2 separate regions of the Mus musculus genome follow, and region 1 is linked to region 2. The links are chromatin contacts, called in public targeted proximity ligation maps. All regions are on one chromosome and are shown on one strand. The core of a region is the stretch at or near the end of the contact, and the rest is flanking DNA. Distances in the headings are between cores, read along the strand shown.

Evidence for each region.
Region 1: a targeted proximity ligation map of microglia shows a contact between it and region 2, with 4 times the contacts expected there. A contact is called at or near these places in 2 of 39 promoter capture datasets (embryonic stem cells and hippocampal neurons), 13 of 484 Hi-C or Micro-C datasets (the AML12 cell line, brown adipocytes, cerebral cortex and 7 more), 5 of 130 datasets of targeted methods (bone marrow-derived dendritic cells, embryonic hindbrain, large pre-B cells and 2 more) and 2 of 9 other capture datasets (adipose tissue and liver).

The regions. Positions count from the first base shown.
Region 1 is chr19:29,482,931-29,487,294 of GRCm38.p6, reverse strand. No RefSeq gene overlaps it. Among named protein-coding and RNA genes, the nearest start is that of A930007I19Rik, 37 kb to the left of the region's middle.
Region 2 is chr19:28,966,434-28,970,295 of GRCm38.p6, reverse strand. 4430402I18Rik (RIKEN cDNA 4430402I18 gene) reads left to right here and starts at 2,464. Exons shown (of 14, transcript NM_001374140.1): 1 at 2,464-2,493; 2 at 2,627-2,702. The coding sequence starts at 2,664. It overlaps Plpp6 (phospholipid phosphatase 6), which reads right to left. Exons shown (of 1, transcript NM_028922.3): 1 at 3,495-3,862.

The DNA.
Region 1 (4,364 bases), core at 550-3,049, 520 kb before region 2:
TCTTACCTTACTTCTGATCACGAGCTCCCTTCTGTTTTGAATTCCTTGGAGCCCGTCTCCCTTCATTGGACATACAACTGTATGCAATCTCAGTTTTGATACAACTTTCCCAGCTTGTGATGTATATTTCTCTAGTTTTCTTTGAACCCCCCCAGTGTGAAACATATCTAATACAACGTTTTGTACTCTTCATGACACATAGCTGTCGGGGATTCAAATCACAAGATAGAATGTAATACGCCCCGGGGAGTGGGTGGACCCCATATACCCTTGAAACAGAAGGATGTTGCTGAGATGGTCCAGTGCCTTACCCTGTCACTCAGATGCTCAGTCAGAAAATAAAAGCTCTGGTTGAACTGGCTTTGAACTGTCCCTCAGGGCCTTCATGCTTTCCCAACAGCCCTCACAGAGTCACTTCCACTATGTCGCAGTCACCTGGGGATGACACTCTAAAGACTCTTCATTCTGAGAACATTGAACAAAAGTTTTTGTGTTTTGGGAAAGGACCCTTGCACTCCCTACACATGACTTTTCTACCCTGGGGTGGTTCTTGAAGACAACTTCCCCAAGCAGTCGTCAGAAGGGGTGCTCACACTGTCTCTTGTCACATGTGGTTCATATGCTCAGCCACAGCTCAGTCATGCGTATGTGCTCTGGCCCTTGTGACATCTCCTGAGGCCAGCAGGATGCTGGCAAGCCCAGTGTCTGCTCAAACTTATCTTTTAGTTTCTCTTCAGAGTCTCAGAAAAACACAGGTGGAAATCTGCGCTCGATATTGCGGGAAACACAAGTTGTATGTATAAAATTTTGCCAAAACCCCAGTGAAATTCTAAAATTTAAACATATTTTAAAAAAATAATGTTTAAATGTTTTTATGCTGAAAATACTCAAATTGTGCTTGCCTCTCAAATACAGTGAGAATAAAAATTGCTTACAGTCTCATGGCATGGGCAGAGCTACTCACTATTACTATAATTCTTGTTACACAGCCTTGAAAGCAAAGTGAAAGAAGGAAAAAAAAAAGAAAGGAATATGAAATATAAGCTGTTTGCCCCACCACCTCCCACCCTACTGCTGATCTTTACAAAAGGATTTTAAGGAGGAATTTTCCCCAAATTTTGTAAAGAAACGATCTTGCTAATAACAACATCGTGGAGGTATTTTTGTTGTCTGTGAACACCACAGCATCTCAGTGGCCATTCTGCTTTAGAAAACATACTCTAGAGAAAAATGACAGTTTGCACAAAGCCCAACAGCTAGCTGTCTTAAAAGGAATTTTGTATGCATATGATTCTCCAGAAGGGTCATATTTTTGAACCTTGTTTTTGAACAAAGCCCTCTTGACAGTCTAGGGCACTCCTTTCCAGCCATTTTCTTACCTTGGTTGTTTATTTTGGCTTGGCACTGTACCCCAAATGGTGCTAAGGTGCCCTGCGCATTACCCCACCATCCCCCGCCCCTTCTCTCACACATACCCACCACTATTGGTCTCTCCTCTGGGCTTTGGTATTTGTGAGCTTACATTTCAGTCCTGGCTCAGCAACACTGTCTGCATTTTCTCCTCTGTCTAAGACTTGAACCCCCTGCCCCCATAGGGTCCCATGAGAATGGACAAGTAATAGATGCAAATTGTGTGCTGACTTCATAATAACTTACCAACATACAGAGACTTAAGATGACATTCAACAATTTTTTTTGTATTTCTCTGTAATTTTGTTCTTGAGATTTCCATGGTCCGATGGTAACCTATAATACCAACACAGCTCTATGACTAATCTATTTTCACTCTGCTAGACAAGTTATTTCCAGTTTGGGGACAGAGATGTTGTAACTAAAGCAAGTTCTTTCCCTTCTGTTCTACTTCTTTTCTTTAGAAGAAAATTCCTGGAATAGCATTTCTAAACAGGGACATTAACCTTGAGCAATCTAACTCTGTCTCTCTCTGTCTCTCTGTCTGTCTCTCTGTCTGTCTGTCTGTCTGTCTGTCTCTCTCTTTCTCTCTCTCTCACACACATACAGAGAGAGAGAGAACAACTTTTTGTGCCTACAGTGTCTTCTATATTTTGCATTTCCTTGGAGAGATTTTTGAGCAGCAGAATTACTTGAGCAAACTGGAGGACAAGTGGCCTGCCCTCCATGCTATAAATCCTATATATGCCTCATTGTGCCAATTTATTCTTCCATAAACAATCTATGAAACCACCAGCTTCATATAGTCTAGTGTATTGCTTAGCGTATTACTATAGAGTATGTATGTAAGTAGTGATACAATTAAGAAATTTCTTGGCCAATGAAACAGCAGGAAAAGCCTGTTCAAATTTTATCTTGACTAAATATTTTGTATTTTTTCTATTCCAATTTTAAATTGCTTGGTAAGTTAATCATTTCAGCACATGTCCTGGTTTAACAAGCAATATGATCATTTCTTCCTTTCTGTCTCTACAGATGAACATCCTGGGCATGCTTGCTTCCTCTGTTTGCTGCAGCTGTTATAATGTGGAAGTTAATTTTCATAGGACAAACAGAACTGAGCAGGAAGCACGCACCATCTCCTCTTGGGAGGACCCTGGCTGTTAGAACGAACAGTGGTACACAAGTTCTATTAGATGGGGGCAGCTGCAGGCACTGCCACATCATTGCAGGATGCAGGTCCTTGCTAGCATCTCAGGGTTTTGTTCCAAGATCAACAGAGATGTTCTGTTAATATGTTAATTAATTGGCTTTCTCTTCTCTGTGACAAGAAACCCCACAAAACACCCCAAGGAGGGAGACATTTCTTCTGGCTCAGTGTTAGAGTGTCCGTGATCACGGCAGGAAGAGTATTGCATGGTAGAGTGGACCGACACCTCCAACAAGGAGGGAAGGAGACAGCATGGGGGCAGGGATGCATTTGAGAAGAAGCCCATTCTCAAGGGCTGTCCTTATCCCACTTTTCCTTTGCCTGGATCACTCAGTCTACAGGATGGCGCAGTTCCAACCACATGCAGCACAGGTCTTCCCCACGTATGGGATTCTCTGTGGATGTGACCCCACAGATATATCATGAGTCACCTTTACTAGTCTCCTAGTTGTGACCTTTCAGGAGAATCAAGTTGACAAATTTAATCACCAGGGGTTGTGGTGGTGGCTCAGTGGGTAAAGTGTTTTCAAGTAACAAGAACTGAGAGCCTCAGAAGCAGTGTCAAAGTCTGGTGGGTGTGGTAGCCAGCCTACAATCCTAGCAAGCTGGAGGATTGGTAGGGAGTCCCTGGAGAATGCTGGCTAGCTGGACTAGCCAACACAAGAAGCTCAGGGGTCATCAAGAGACCCTGTCTCAATAGGTAAGTGAACAGTCAAGGAAGACATCAGCCTTAGACCTCCACACATATGTGTTTGCACGCCCACATACCTACACACATGCACAGGCACACACACTAGAAAAAAAAGTTTAGTCACAGTAAACTCAAAATTAGGTTAACAATCTGGGCTATGATAATAAAACTCCTCCGAAACGTTTCTGTAATAAGACACCACTGAGAAATAAGTTCAATGTCACCTTAGAATATGCTATTCCTGTAGAAAAGGCTATATGACAAGCCAAATAATACTCATTGCTCTTCTCAGGAACCAGGTATCAGGAGAGGGTGAGAGGCAGGAGCAGGGTGGCTGGAGTGACCACAGCTGCTGGCTCCGTTAAGCTGTGTGAATCTGATACATTCCTTGGCCACTGAAGGGACAGATCTGGCAGTTGGTGGGACTACGTGGACCCAGTGGTCATGCCTGAGTTCACTGACATATTTTTCTTTCTTGGCTTCTTTTCTCTAGACTCCCTGCACAGTATTTCTAAAAGTATTTTATGAATGTCAACCATTGTTTTGGGTTCTATGATTATGAAAATGGATTTTTTTAAAGAAAAAAATCAATTCTTGCTTCTCAGTACCTCACAGGCTGTTATAGACAAACAGACATGTAATTACAAAATACCATATTATTAGGGCTTAATTTTGTAACAGATCTAGGATGTCTTGGCCTCATCTGGTTGTGACTTTGCTGAAGAATCTTAAGAAAAAAATAGTTAGTTTGCTTAATGTTAAAAAAAAATAGAGCTTAATTATCCCTGCTTAAATGTGAAGTCTGAGTCACCAAACACCAGTGAGGTTATAATCATGACTAGGTGTGGTGCTACCTAGTCACCACCCTAGAACATCAGAGGTAGAAGAGGGGGCAAGGACCAGGAGTTCAAGGCCAGTGTGGGCTACATGAGACCTTACTGTTATAAAACCAGCCAACAACCAACCACACACTGGAATGGAATGACAGCTACAGTTTGTGCTAGATATTGGGTGTCTTACATGGGCAATCTGATATTTCAAGCCCAGCCAAGG
Region 2 (3,862 bases), core at 1,215-3,714:
TCCAGGCAGAACTGAAGCAGAAGGAAGGAGCCTTGCTTACTGACTTGCTCGGTTTGGTTTTTTAAACAACTCAGGTCCACCTGCCCAGGATGGGCACATCAATTGATTGATTTTTTTTTTAATCAATCGTTAATCAAGACAATACCCTACGGGCTTGCTTGTAGGCCAGTCTTCTGAAGGCATTTTCTCAATTAAGTCTTTACCAGATAAGTCTAGGTTTGTGTCAGGTTTGTGTACAGGTACCTACACTGGAGATGAAGTCATATTGTTTTTACTTGACTTGGTGGCATTCCCATCCTTGAATGACTTCGCTTGGTTGGTCTCCAGCCAAGATGGCAACATCATTGATGAGATGAACTGCAAGACGGGCTTGAGACATTATGGATATAGCAATGCCACATCTCCGTGGCATCTGGGAGTCCAAGATGAAAAATAACCCTAAAGAGACACCTGGGTGGCATATGTAAACTTGTGGACATGTTAATTGGTATATATATTGAGTGTCACCTTAATAAAAGACAGTGAGTTAAACAAAGGGTTACAAAAATAATACTTGGCTAGGTAAAGGAGAGAAAACAAAGACAAAAAGAATGGCTAGGTAGTCCAAGGGAATTCAGAAGAATTCAGGATTCTGCTACCCTATCAAGGTGAGTGTGGTAAATCACGAGTCAGGAGAGTCTAGTCATATCAAGAGGTAGAAAGACTGAAACAGGGTATGCAGATGTGACAGTGTTTCCAGGGACCAATAATCTCTGCGTTGTGGAGGCAGGGAGGTGGCAGGGCCCTTGGACTCAGACATGACTGTTGGGATGAGTTATGTAGCCTTGGGGAAGAGGCTGTAAAATACAGGTCACACTGTCCTCGGAGAAGTGCTGTGGCAATGGAGTGACCATATGTGACACGCCCACCTCTGTGCAGATCTTCAATCAGAACTGATTCCTCCCTTCTATTTTGCCTCTAGAAGCTTGGCTACCAATTCGTTTTGTCACACTAGTATTGTCACCGGTGACCTGCCTGTGAAGATCATCACAGGTCTTGTAGCAGCTAACTGTAGTGAGGAGTCTGTGCTCCGGGTTTCCAGAGAGCCGAGAACCATCTGTATATATATCTTTGTGTACTAAGAGAGCACTAGGAACTGGGTATAGATGAAATGCTGAGTCCCTCATTACCCCAAGGTTTCCCTTACAGAGAAATAAACTATAGCTACTGAAGGGAATATCGTCAGCAGTATCTTTTGAGGGACAGCTCCCTGTAACTGTTTCAACTACAGAGATCCTCAACGTAAAGTATCAATAATAAGTCACAAGATAATCTTTAAAATTCTATTTTGAGTCAGGGTCTCATGGCGTCCAGGCGGACGCTCAAACTCGTTAGATTATTTGTGGTGGTTTGAATATGCTTGGCCCAGGGAGAAGCACTATTAGGAGAAGGGTCTCATTATCTACTCCCACAGACACATTTCCTCCAACAAGGACACACCTATTCTCAACCTCCACAATATTCCAGGCTCATTTTGAATTTCCGACTCTGTCACTTCTGCCTTCCTAGTGCTAGCAGTACAGACATGGATGAAAGACAGATTTATTCTGTTCTGATGAATAACACTAGGCAAACATTACCAACGGAACCACATGGTACCGCCCTCATTTTAAAAGAATCTTTATGTTTTTACTTATTTCATTTTTTTGAGACATAGACCTTCCAGGGAATTTTTGATTGGCTAAAAAAAACACTCGCATTCTCCTTTTGTTTGCTGTTTTGTTGTTGTTTTTTAAGTAACATATAATGGGAAAATGTCATTTCTCTTGCCAGTGAAGAAATCTTTTTCTGCCCGATCTACAGTGTAACTGCTGTTTTGGCAAATACAATAACTAGCCCCTGGGGGATGGTGCAATCCAATGCTCACTTCAAACTACCAGGAAAGCTAAACAGTGCAGGGAAGAGGAACTGACAGCTGATTTCTTGACCCGAGGTTCCCAACTTAAGTCTCTTTAGAAATGACCTATTTGTAGTTAGCACACTACTCAATGTATTGACAGCGAACATGCTTTCTGGGGCAAAGAAGGAAACAAGACATTTAATAAGCAAGGAGTCCCCTAAGGGACAGACAACTATGATAACTAGAAATGGTCACAGGAATCCCAGTGTCTGGGGCCCCTTTGCCACTAAAAATGATTACACAATGGAGCTATGATCACATTGTACTTTGGGGATGGAAACTGTTAAACATTTGAACACAATAATTGGGGCCACAGTGTGTCCAGGGAGAGACAGAAAAAAAAACTTCCAACATCCGTGGACAGGTTCCCGGACCCTTAGACAGTCACTGGGCCAGGCTACCACCAGGGAGGGTGAGAAGACGTAGGGTTCCCAGCAGAGCATAAATGCGCCTGCGTCTCAGCCTCGCAGGAGTTCCAGAGGAGAAGGTTGAGTGTTTGAGTGTCCATGGCAACCGGACGCTTCAGCCTTCTGAAAGCTCACACTCCAAAGCTTGTGAGACACCCGTCCCGGTGGGAGGGACCTGGGCTGGGAGCACTGATGGGGGAACAAAGGGGAGGGGGTGGGGGTCAGGGAAGCTTCTGGAAAGCGCTTGCCTTGATGTAAACTAAGAAATAATTGGTTCAAGGCTCAGCACAAAGGATCTTTGCGGTGCACAGGGAAGGATGCCTATGGAGGTGGTGGTGGAGCTCCAAATCCGGGCGGTAAGACACCTGCGAGCCTACCTACCGCGTCACCCCAAGTTCTCCTTTGCTTACTGCACACACATTGTTTGGGGGGGCAGATCTGTGCTTCTGTCCCTAAGATACCACATATTTATCTCCCTTGTATCTCTTAGCCTTTAAACTCAGTTCAATCTGTTCCGCCTTTCATTTTTCTTTCCCAAACCGACATGTTCCTTGGCTTCTTTAAAACAATCCTGACTTAGGTTAAAGCAGGATTTTCATTTGTGAAAGAATTTATTTTTTTAAAGTAACCAAGGAATATAACATTTTTAAAGCTCCACGTTTGATATTGTCCCCTCACGTCTAGGGATCGCTTTGGATTGCTCATTTCAACAGGGTAATCAATCTAACAATAAACACTTTGTGATAACCCACCAACTCCTCCTTAAATGAGGGGCAGGGGCACGTGACCATGACCTTGCTGTTCCCATTTAGGAGTCAGCCATTCCTCTGGTTTTGCTCTCCTGTCCTCCAAGGCTGGCATGGAGTGTGGCCTCACAGTTAAACGGGGGCTTAGGCCATAGTTAGAAGTGGATGCTAAGAGGATACAGCATGGAGATCCAGTGAGATGCTGTGTAATCAGTAAACTCTATGGTTTCACTGAGCGCGTAGAAATGAAAGGAAAAACGAGAGGGTCCTGGTTTTGGTTCCATCTTGCTGACAGTTCTCAGTTGGGCTGTATCAATTTCAAGTGTTCAGGATGAGGAAGGAGCCCCCAAGAAGCCAAGTGATCTCTCTTACATCAAAGCAGAAATTAAAGATTTCACCTCATATCATTCAACATTACCAGTTTAATTTATTTTGATTTTTTTTTAAAGGCATCCTTCATCGTACAAGTAATTAACAAAGAAATCAGTTTTTTATTCCAGAGAATTTAGGATTATTCATGAAGTCGGGTAAATTGATCTGATCTATATTTTAAAAGCCAGCAAACTCAGGCCCCAGCAAACAAAATATGGAATTTCAGAAGTGCGACTAGAAAGTAGAAGTGGGCCCTTAATTAGCAGACTTGGGGACACTATAAGAACAAACAGTCACTTTCAAGTGTCTGGCCTGAATGTTATAATGAAAAATGATCTTCAGAAATTTAAACACACCTAGACCTCTTAGAACCTCACAGCTTAGCTGATCTGATGAGG